Linked DNA regions of Mus musculus: all the other regions are linked to region 3. A link is a contact called in public promoter capture Hi-C and targeted proximity ligation data. All regions are on one chromosome and are shown on one strand. The core of a region is the stretch at or near the end of the contact, and the rest is flanking DNA. Distances in the headings are between cores, read along the strand shown.

Region 1 (3,218 bases), core at 294-2,793, 85 kb before region 3:
CATAAAAATCATCCCATCCACCCATGTGGATGGATGTGTGTTAGGCGACGTAGCATCCAAGTCACAGTAGCTGCATAGTGCCAGTAACTGGTGAAACATTGCTGGGTTTTCATAATTGCTAAGTGGGGCTCAGAATTCTCAATTGTAGGGTACCTGACTTTGTTTCTTCATCTCCAAGGCCAACTTCAGCCAGCAGATGCATTTGTTCATTGCTTCTTATGAGGGACACTTGTACATAGTTCCCACATCAGTTCTCTATCCAGGCACAGTCAGTAACCTTGTAGTTGCCAAATATCAGGTAGTATAGTCTCAACAATTATTCAAAAAACAAACAAACAAACAAAAAACCAAAAACCGAGATTCCTTTTCCCTCTGAAGACAAATGGGATTTTGTTCTGTATGATTTCTCAGAGGTTCCCCGGTAGCAGGGAATCCCATGTAGCCATAAGCAGTCACTTGCTGGTTAACAAGCTCTTGACTGACTCTTCCTTCCATGTCCTGCTTTCATCTCGCTTGCTTTCTAGGGTCATTTACAAAATTAAACTGTGTATGTAACCACTGCTCCATAAAATCCTAACAGAGCTAAGAGATTCCAATTACCCAGTGCTGTCAACTTCACTGTGCCCTCAAAGTCCGTCTGTCTCTCCCTCCCCCTCCCCTTCCTCTCCCCCTCCTCCTTCCCCTACCCTTCTCTCCCTCTCTCTTCTCTCTCTCTCTCTCTCTCTCTCTCTCTCTCTCTCTCTCTCTCTCTCTCCTCCTCTCCTCCTCCTCTCCATTTCTTTCTCTCCCATTCCCTCATCCTCTCCCTCTCTTTCTCCCTCTTCCTTTCCCTCTCTCCACTTAGGTATGCCCTTGACAAGTTTGGAACACAAGTTAGCTACAAACCAAAATAGCTCTCTTTAAGACTAAGAATCATAACAAACAAACAAACAAACAAACAAACAAACAAAAAGACTATGATTTTTTTCTTATTTTGCAAACCTCCAATTCTAACCAAGGTTTGGAATGAATGATTGATAGCAGTTCTACATCGGTGTTTAATCTAATATTCAGTAAATAGTATAATGGCAGACAAAGCCAAAGATCATGGTTCAAAGCAATTGGCTATACTCTCATCCAAGAATGGCTCTAGTGCTGTAAGAAATGCTTTGTACATGGAGGTGTAAGTGAATGTGAATTTCTTATCTTTTTTCCTCAGGAGGTCCATGGACAGTGTTCCTACTCACACACAAAGTCACATGCCTCTTATTCTACACCAGGAGCATCAACTCTTGTCCTGTTTGTGCCACATCCCTACTGTCTATTGAGGCTAATGACTTTGAGTTCTAATCAAAACTGTGCAATATTTGGCAAGTCTGGCTCCAGGCAAAAACCCTGCATATGATCTTTCAGGCCTAACCACAGGTAATTGAAGGACTTTGACCATCAGACCTTGTGAGAGAAGCTGCCTCCACCACTAACATGGAGAACAGTTGAGTGTTGTCTTTTATGAGGAAGCAGCAGTCCAGGACTCAGGCAGGACTCTCCATCTTCAGGCCACACAGCTCACGTGCCCTTCTCCACTCTTCCTTCCTGGGTTGCTTAGCTGAGGGAGCTCCTGCAGAGACTGCTGTCTTTGTGGTCTTGGCAAACAAGTTCTTCTTTTTTGACTCAGGACTTTCTCTCTTCCAGAGTCCTTCCCTCATTTAGACTCTGCCTCTACGCCCTTAAAGAGATGGGGACCCTGAGTTTTGGGCTCTTCAAGGGTAAGGTGACTTTTCCCTTCTGCACACACATGTGATTCTCACCAGTGATTTTTCTCTGGGGAAAAATAAAACTCTGGTAGAGACCTGGTGCTTTTTCTTTGGGAGCCATTGTTTGTACAGTGGGTGAACAAAGGCTTTATTGCTTGCCCAGAACAGTAAGTGATTGCAGGCTGAATGGCCCTTCAGTTTGGTCATTGCCATAGCAAGTTACCTATCCAAAAGCTCAGCAGTGCCCTGTCAGGCTATCATGGGCCACACAACTGCTCTGGGCCAACCCTTTGGCTGTCACGATGCATATGCACTCCTGAAGTAGTATCAATAGTGGAGTCATATTGTCTGAGATGTGGCAGCTCAAAACTCCTTCTTTTACACATTACCACCACACTTCTAAAAGATCAATCAGTTATTACCTGAGATCTTCTTGGCCTTTGGTGGGTTTTGAAAACTCAACTCCAAGTTAAGCTCCATCGAGTTTGTTAACCAGGCACTCATGGAGATGTCTAAAGCCTCATGGCTTTTTGTCCTATGCTGACACAGGGCTTCCACATGTTTGAAATGAATAGGAAATAAATCCTGTCACCGTTTCTCTCAATTTCCCCCAAAGACATGGTGACTTTTTTTTTTTTTAGATTCACAAGCATTTATGAGCTCATAGAAAGGAAATTCAGCATTTCCTTAAGGGGCCAGGGACCCTTTCATGAATCAAAGCCCTGGAATGTGTTTTCCACTCTTTATTTCTGAGGTTTCTTTTTTAGGGAACAGGCCTGGTGACTACTCTGAATCCTCTGGGTCCCTGAGGAATTGTACTGATAAAAATGACTTTTACATCGAATGCCACTCTCAGTGACCTTGATGGTAGAGTCTCCTGGGAGATTTTGTTAAAGAGACATACAGACATAATCAGGCAAACATAATCTCAAGGAAATCCCCAAATCATGGAGGTTTTTAAATACCACAAGTGGTATGACCTTCCTCTGGAGTGCAGTCAACTTAACCAGGGACAACACTTAAAATGAATACTTCCGCTCCCAGTAGCTAACAATTGCCAATATGGTCTCCACTGGGGAGTAGGGGTGGGACTTCATGCTGCCTCTCTTCGAAATCCTGGAGTTTAGTCTGGCTTGATCTTGCACAGGTCTTGTGCATGTTATCAGCATCTGCCGTGTGTAGCTATGTGGCTGCCCTGCTTCGTCTGGAAGACACTGTTTCCTTGTGGCCATCCCCCAGTTCTGGCTCTTTCACTCTTTCTGTCTTCTGCAATGATTCCACTCCACTTCAGCCCTTCCTGGGGCATTATTCCTTTAAATCTTTATACCACTTATTCTACTTTCCATTCCTTGGATGCCCTGCCTCCACGCAAGGCCCTTAAACTAATTTACAGACCCCAATGGGTATTCCAGATGAGCCATTCATATCTGACTCAAAGCTACCATTCACAAATAAGAGAAACTCTATGATGGTTGTCTTTCTGGG
Region 2 (3,257 bases), core at 377-2,876, 100 kb before region 3:
ATAAAGCAAAAGTATGTTGGCAAAGGCAACCCATTGGAGGAAAAGAGTCCTGAGGCATAAGAGTCAGACACCTATTTATTCTCACACTCAGAAGTTCCATAAAAATACTAAGTTAAAAGCTATGATATATAGTTGGATGGCCTAGTGCAGACCTTTATAGGCCCTGTGCTTTCTGCTGCAGCCTCTGTGAGTTCATATGGACCTTGCTTAGTTGATTCAGAGGGCCTTGCTCTCCTGGAGCCCTCCATCCCCTCTGGCTCTTACACTCTTTCTGCCTCCTCTTCCGTCGGGTTCCCTGAGTACATGACTTTGGATGCAAACAGTATTAAGAAGTGGAGCTTCAGGGAAAGTGGTTAATTAGACCATGCAGGCACTGCCTTCATCAACGGATGAATAGATTGAGAGATTCAAACTTGAATTGATGGCTTAAAAATATGTTATTACACTTATTGTATGTGTACCTGCATGTGTCCTAGGACATGCATGTGGAGGTCAGGGCTCAACTGGAAGGAATCAGTTCTTTTCTTCTACCATGTAGGAGTCAGCGACTGACTTCAAGCTTTCAGGGTTAGCAGTGCCTTTCCCCTCCAAGCCGTTGCCGAGGCTTGAACAGACTTTTGGAAGGTGTGAGGGCTGTGGAAGATGCAACCTCATTGTGAAGAAGTGGGTGGTGTGGGCTGAGAGGATGTCTTATGCCTGGCTCCTTCCTGTGACTCTTCTTTGCCCTCTGACTGCTGAACGAGTTTCTCTGCCACACCCTATCAGCATATTTCTGCCTGGCTACAGGCCTCAAAGCAGTAAAACCAGTTGGTGACAGGCTGAAAGCTCTGAACTAAATAGTGGACTGAAATAAATCTTCCCCTTAAATTGTTCATGTCAGTGGTTTTGTCACAGGGAAAATAAAAGGTCTGAGTAATACATTTCCCACAGCCCTGTGTGGATGTAGAATTACTAGTTCCATAAAAATGAATGGAGATCCTGAGATGAAGAGAGTTTAACTAATCTGAAGGACTAATAACTTTTTTTGAGACTGAGTCTCACTGTGAGCTCCTGTTTGTTCCAAAACGTGCTATGGAAAGCAGGATGGCCTTTAACTTCTGAAATTAAGGATAAAGCTCTAAGCCACCAAGGCCAGCTTCAGTAAATTTTGCATACCCTTCTCCAATTTCAGAATCTATGATCCTCTGACCCAAGACACCATGATCTTGACATCCGTGCTAAATTTTCTCAGATAATGTACTTATTATGTAAATGGTGTATGTTATTATTAAATACAAGGACAATTGCTATGACCAAGAAAATTCAAAGAACAGACTAGTGGAGCAGGAATCCTGAAGATAGAGTTAAAAAAAATCAAGATAAGAGAAAATGAGGCAATTTCCTGAAAAATTAAACTACTTAATGAGATAACATTTTACCTTTTTATCTGTTTCCTCACATTTTAAAATATTACTTCAAAAATTATCGGTGACAGAAGGACTAATTTTACATGATACCTGAAAAAGAAAAACAGAAAATAATAGTCCTGTATGTGATTGAAACCTGGATGGGGCTCTGGGGACTCTTTATTGTTATGGCAACGCCCAGCTGTGAAGGGACAGAGCCACAGCCAGTCTGTTCTAAACTAAACGTGTGGTCAGATCACTTAGCCAGAGTGCAGGAAATGGCATGAAAAAGTAATTTAGACTCAGTGCACTGGTGACATCTGGAAATCACAGCTGGTGCTTAGATAATGCATATGGTGCCAGCAAGTTTGTAACAGAAAGCAACAGAAAACTTTCTCTAATTTTTGAAGGAAAGGATAAAATTAATTCTTTCACTGTTGTTTTTTATGAACTTTGATCTCTACTATTTTTTAAAGTGTATATGTGGGGGGTGGCATTGACTGGTATGTGCATGTGAGCAGACGTGCACATGGAGGCCGGAAGAGAGCACCAGTTCTCCTGGAGTTGGAGATGCAGGCCATTGTGAACCACCAGATATGGACACTGGCAACTGAACTAATTCCTGTGTCTAATTGTTTACCAGTTAGAACACCGGATATCAGCGCCATCTTGTAATGGCGATTGCAAGGGCGGCTCCTCACAGATTCCTCTTCAAAAGAAGTATTCACTCTTAACCACGGGGCCTCCTCTCAAACCCCCTTTATAATTCTCAAATTCTGAAGGACAATGTCGAGTGGAGACATGTGAACAGCGTGCAGGCTCTTTTCTTTCCAAGGTATACCTCACTTTAAGAAATGCAGTGTTTAGGGAAATGCAGCATGTTTTGAGAGTAGCTACTTTGCTTTTGTAAGTATTCTTTAGTTTAGGAATAGTATGGCTTCAGAGGTTCCTATTCCTCAAAAGCTTGCTTGGAATCATGACTTTGCAGAAGTTTGAAGTTGGGAGGAAGTCAGCTAATACCCGGGAAATATTGCTTGGGAAAGGGTAACTGAGGAAGCTCCCATTGACCCTTGTTAAGTAAAGTTATACGTAATTGATCGTGTTTCTGACTGGTCAAAAAATAGCTGAGGATGCTGCTCAGTGGGTAAAGGGCTTGCTCTTCAGGTGTGAGCTCCTCTCTTCAGAGTCCTAACACCCATGGGAAAGCCAGCCATGGCTGCATACTTCTGTCAGTCCAGCGCTCCCCAGTTTGGAGACATACCGAGGCTTACCTGCTGGACTATTGGGCTGAAAGAGAGAACTCTGGGTGCAGGGGGAGTTGCTGTTGCTGGCTCCAAGTGGAGAACCAACTGAAGAAGACATCTTGATGTCCTCCTAATGGGATTCCCATTTGTCCACACGAGCAACAATATTCACACACTGTACACAAAGCGTATCATAGTGGGGTTGGAGCAAGGAATAAGCTGAAGACACCCATGTAATTTGAATCTTTTCCTACCCAGTTAACGGTTATACTTTTCTAGAAATAACTATTAAAACACTTTCAGAAGTCCTCTCGTTGTATTTTTTTATTGTTTTATTTTAAACAATTTTTATTAGATATTTTCTTCATTACATTTCAAATGCTGTCCCGAATTATATTTTTGCATTTCCTTTATTCTGATACAATTTGGAGGTGGTCTGGCACACTTGATGAGAAGAACCTGGGCTAAACATCCTAGCAAAGAGGTCAAAAATGTCAGGAACATTGGAAGTCTGTGGTTCTGCAGGAGTACATTTATATCACTATTTCATACTTCTACAACCTCAGCCAGGATACTAGCAAGATTCAGGACTCTCTTTAAAAGGCATCTTCCTCTTATGCATCAATAC
Region 3 (3,489 bases), core at 978-3,477:
AGGTTCATATATGCTGAGCCCACAATGCTATGCAAATCTGTAACCTTGACTTCTGACATCTTCCTTTTTAACGTTAGCCTTTGGGATCAATACTCTCAATTTATCATTAAAGTAACTAAGCTGCAGTTACATGAGACATTTGATGGCAACATCTGCCTAGCCAATAATTTCTATTACTGAGCAGCCCAGCTGTCCCTTCCTTTTGTCTTGATATTAATTTTCACCTCCTCCTTTTCATACTATTTTCATACTATCTCCTTTTGCAGAAGACAAAACGGGAAGTCTAAGACTGAAAGTTACTCTCACCCTCTGTTAAGAAGAGGCTATATGCTTGGCATGTGTGTCTTCATTAAGAAAATAAACTATAGGAAAACTCCAGGCTGCAGGGGCAGCCTTTTAAGGGTCAGTTGTGCTAGCCAAGAATAGACTCTACCTTAAAATGGAGCTTAGTTTATCAGCTTCCCTAATGCACTAACTTGGCTTATCAAGGCGTTACTCTGATTCTAAGTTACCCTACGCATAGCACTCCAACAATACAGAAGAGACTGGTCTTAATCCCCTAGAAAAGTAACCTACAGAGCAAGTTTTTCACGTGCTTCTTATGTCAAAACCAGACAAAAAGCAGTGTGAATAAGCAGTCAGCTAGCCCCTAGCCTTCTTCCCAAAGTTACTCCCTAGCCCCCCTGCCCAATACCTGACACCAAATTGCTCTTGCCATGGCAAGACTGGTAGATGCTTCAAAGAACACTGAGAAGCCACAGACACACACACACACACACACACACACACACACACACACACACACACACTTCCTTTTTAGTTTTTTTTTTAATTCATCAGGCCCACCAGGAGCTAATGCTTGTTTAGTTCATGTTCTTTTTATTTTTAAAATACAAATAAAACTTTTTTCAATATAAATATATCATTTCATTCAAAAGTAGAAAAAATATACTATAACCTTGGTCACTGCCCAGCAGGAACAAATTTGATTATTTAAAGAGTCAGAAATCAGGTCTTCTCTCAACATGTGAGGTTAGAGCCCAGTTCCAGTGCGATTTCATACATAGGAAAGTCTTGGTTCTAGAAACAAATCATTTCAGAGATCATAATGATTCAAATACACCACGCTGAATGTCTACCTTGTGTCCTGGAGTCAATGACACTGGGATAAGTTGAAATTTAACACCAAGACCACAATTAAATTCACATAGAAACATTATATAAATTACTTTGTCAGGCTGCAGAAACAACATTAGATTTTATAGCAGTGTGCATCACTTTAAAAGTTACAAACTTCTAATAAAGTAACTCAAGTCTGTTTCTTCTTCTGGATCAAGTGTACAGCGCATCGCTCTCTGGAGTTCACGCAGCGCTCACCGCAGGCGCAAAGGCTCTCTGGCAGGGGCGCGGACCGCAGAGTGCCCAGCATTTTGTCCCAGTGTGTGAAGTAAGGAGCAAAATTGCAGTTAAACTGAGAGTGATGCATGTCGTGGTGAGCCACGCCCCCGTACCAGCCAAAGGGCACAAGTCTGTGAGTGGACCACGGGAAGTCATAGCCCGAGTGGTCCTCCACCGACAGCCAGATGTTAATCACGTGAAAGGTAAAGATGGTGAGTGGGTGACACCGAAGCACCGCGACGTTCAGCACGTCGAAGAAGGTCAGCGAAAGCAGCTCCCAGAAGCTCATGTATTGGGTCGCCAGCGCGAAGGAGGACGAGTTCTGGTGATGCACCTTGTGGAAGGTGCGGTACAGCCAGGGCACCTTATGGTGCAGCAGGTGCCACGCGAAGATCTCGGTGTCGAAGAGCAGCAGGCAGATCAGGACGTGACTTAGGAGCTGGACGAGCTCAGGGGCCTCCTGGGGGAGGAGCGCCGGGCTGCGCACCCAGTGCAGCAGCGTCACCGGGAACACGAACACCAGGTGCTGGTAGAGTGTCAGCCCCAGGCAAGGCAGAAGCTGCTTTACGGAAGGCGAGAAGTCCGGGTGGATCTTGTAGCGTCGCAGGATGGGGACCCAGGGATACAGGACGTCCAGCACCACGAACGGTAGGCAGAAGCCCACGTAAGTGATGATAGAAAAGGTGACTGGGAAGATGGGTGAGCGCGTGAACGCCTCCCTTGTCCTTATGGTGTCCCAGAGGGGCTGCAGGAGCAGCTGGCTGGAACAGCCCAGGTCTTGGAGCTCCGAACCGTTGTAGCAGCCCATGCTGAGACTATGTCCCACAATTGTGGTCTCCCCAGCCCCGCCGACTTTTCTTAAGACTGTGGCCACTCCCCCCAGTGACGTCACCCTTCCGTCTCCTTCCCACCTCCCTTTCCCTGCTAAAGAATTTTGCTTAAATAACCCGAATTTTGTTCCTGTCTATGTCCTGGTTTATAGCTGCATCAAATCTCCCCTTCACGCAAGCAGCGGCCCTTAAAGCCCTTTCCCAGACGTAAAGAACTGTTTGCTTGCCTTTCAGCTGATGTACTAATGACACAGGAGAGAGCGATTCTGCCTTGGGACAGTTCACCCGCCATCACCGCTAAAAACTAATGAGTTCTTCGCTCTCAGAAGGCGCTGTTTCTCAACCAAAGCAGAATTCCCTGGGTTTTAAAATATCTGTTTTTGACTGTTTAAAGACTTATTCTACACCTTGGGGGACTCTGAGTGTGCGTACCTCACGCCACAGTGCTGGTACTGGGTCCGTTGCAGACAGGGATTGAGTCCTGTAGGAGAGGGAACCTGGCATCCTCCAAAAAAGAGCAGTCAGGCTCGCAGCCTTTTGGCGCGGACGACTCTCCCGCTCTGGTGCCCTTAAAGCCCGCGGTGTCAAGAGCAGAGATCAGATCCTGCAAGACAGCGGTCAAGAGGGCAGCACTGCCAGCCTTTGCTCTGGGTTGGAGAACGGAGGCTTAACACCCGTAAAGGCTCACTCGATTGGGCCAAACCGCAAAGGCCAGTGGAGAAGAAGATCTGAGCAATCTCATAGCCTCCCGGAACATGTCTCATCTCCCCTGCCATTTCCTTAGAGGTCCCTCAGGCTCCGACTTTTACCAACCCTCAGTTGTTCCCTACTCCTCAACTCCTGGATACCCTTTCAGACACTGGGACTGATCGTCCAGGGACTGAGCACAGGAGGTCAGTACTATATCCAAGGAGAGTGCCCTAGAGAGTGGAGCACAGAAATCAGCCCCGGGTAGCGGATACACGGCACAGAAGATCCCAGAGGAAAGCCAGGGGCCATTCTCCCAGGGTTTCCTTCTTGAATTTGTGTCTTTACAGCTGCTTTTCTCTGCTGGAAGCTAACATAGTCTTATACAAGCTTGTGTTTCTTGTGTTATTTTCCAAAGAAAACAGGGATTGTAGCTCTAGGAGCCTGCTGCCAGTCCCCCCTGGGGGGGGGGAGGGGGAGGGGATGGACTGTAACTTTTGCCTGCACAAGACTGTTACTTGTGATTCACACTCATCAAGAACTGGCTCCCACATTTGTCAGGAAGTACCCCATA

What was found. Promoter capture Hi-C pulls out the DNA fragments that hold promoters and counts their contacts.
Region 1: a targeted proximity ligation map of bone marrow-derived macrophages shows a contact between it and region 3, with 2.9 times the contacts expected there. A contact is called at or near these places in 4 of 39 promoter capture datasets (the 3T3-L1 cell line, cranial neural crest, macrophages and 1 more), 4 of 484 Hi-C or Micro-C datasets (bone marrow-derived macrophages and uterus), 4 of 130 datasets of targeted methods (bone marrow-derived macrophages, embryonic fibroblasts, embryonic stem cells and 1 more) and 4 of 9 other capture datasets (adipose tissue, embryonic stem cells, liver and 1 more).
Region 2: a contact with region 3 is called in a promoter capture Hi-C map of second pharyngeal arch cranial neural crest, with 2.7 times the contacts expected there. A contact is called at or near these places in 16 of 39 promoter capture datasets (the 3T3-L1 cell line, 3T3-L1-derived adipocytes, the C10 cell line and 10 more), 7 of 484 Hi-C or Micro-C datasets (the G1E-ER4 cell line, bone marrow-derived macrophages, cortical neurons and 3 more), 9 of 130 datasets of targeted methods (CD8 T cells, the NIH/3T3 cell line, bone marrow-derived macrophages and 3 more) and 5 of 9 other capture datasets (adipose tissue, embryonic stem cells, liver and 2 more).

Annotation. Positions count from the first base shown.
Region 1 is chr19:34,388,573-34,391,790 of GRCm38.p6, forward strand. No RefSeq gene overlaps it. Among named protein-coding and RNA genes, the nearest start is that of Ch25h, 85 kb to the right of the region's middle.
Region 2 is chr19:34,368,940-34,372,196 of GRCm38.p6, forward strand. No RefSeq gene overlaps it. Among named protein-coding and RNA genes, the nearest start is that of Fas, 80 kb to the left of the region's middle.
Region 3 is chr19:34,472,921-34,476,409 of GRCm38.p6, forward strand. Ch25h (cholesterol 25-hydroxylase) reads right to left here and starts at 2,228. Exons shown (of 1, transcript NM_009890.2): 1 at 863-2,228. The coding sequence starts at 2,206. The coding sequence ends at 1,310.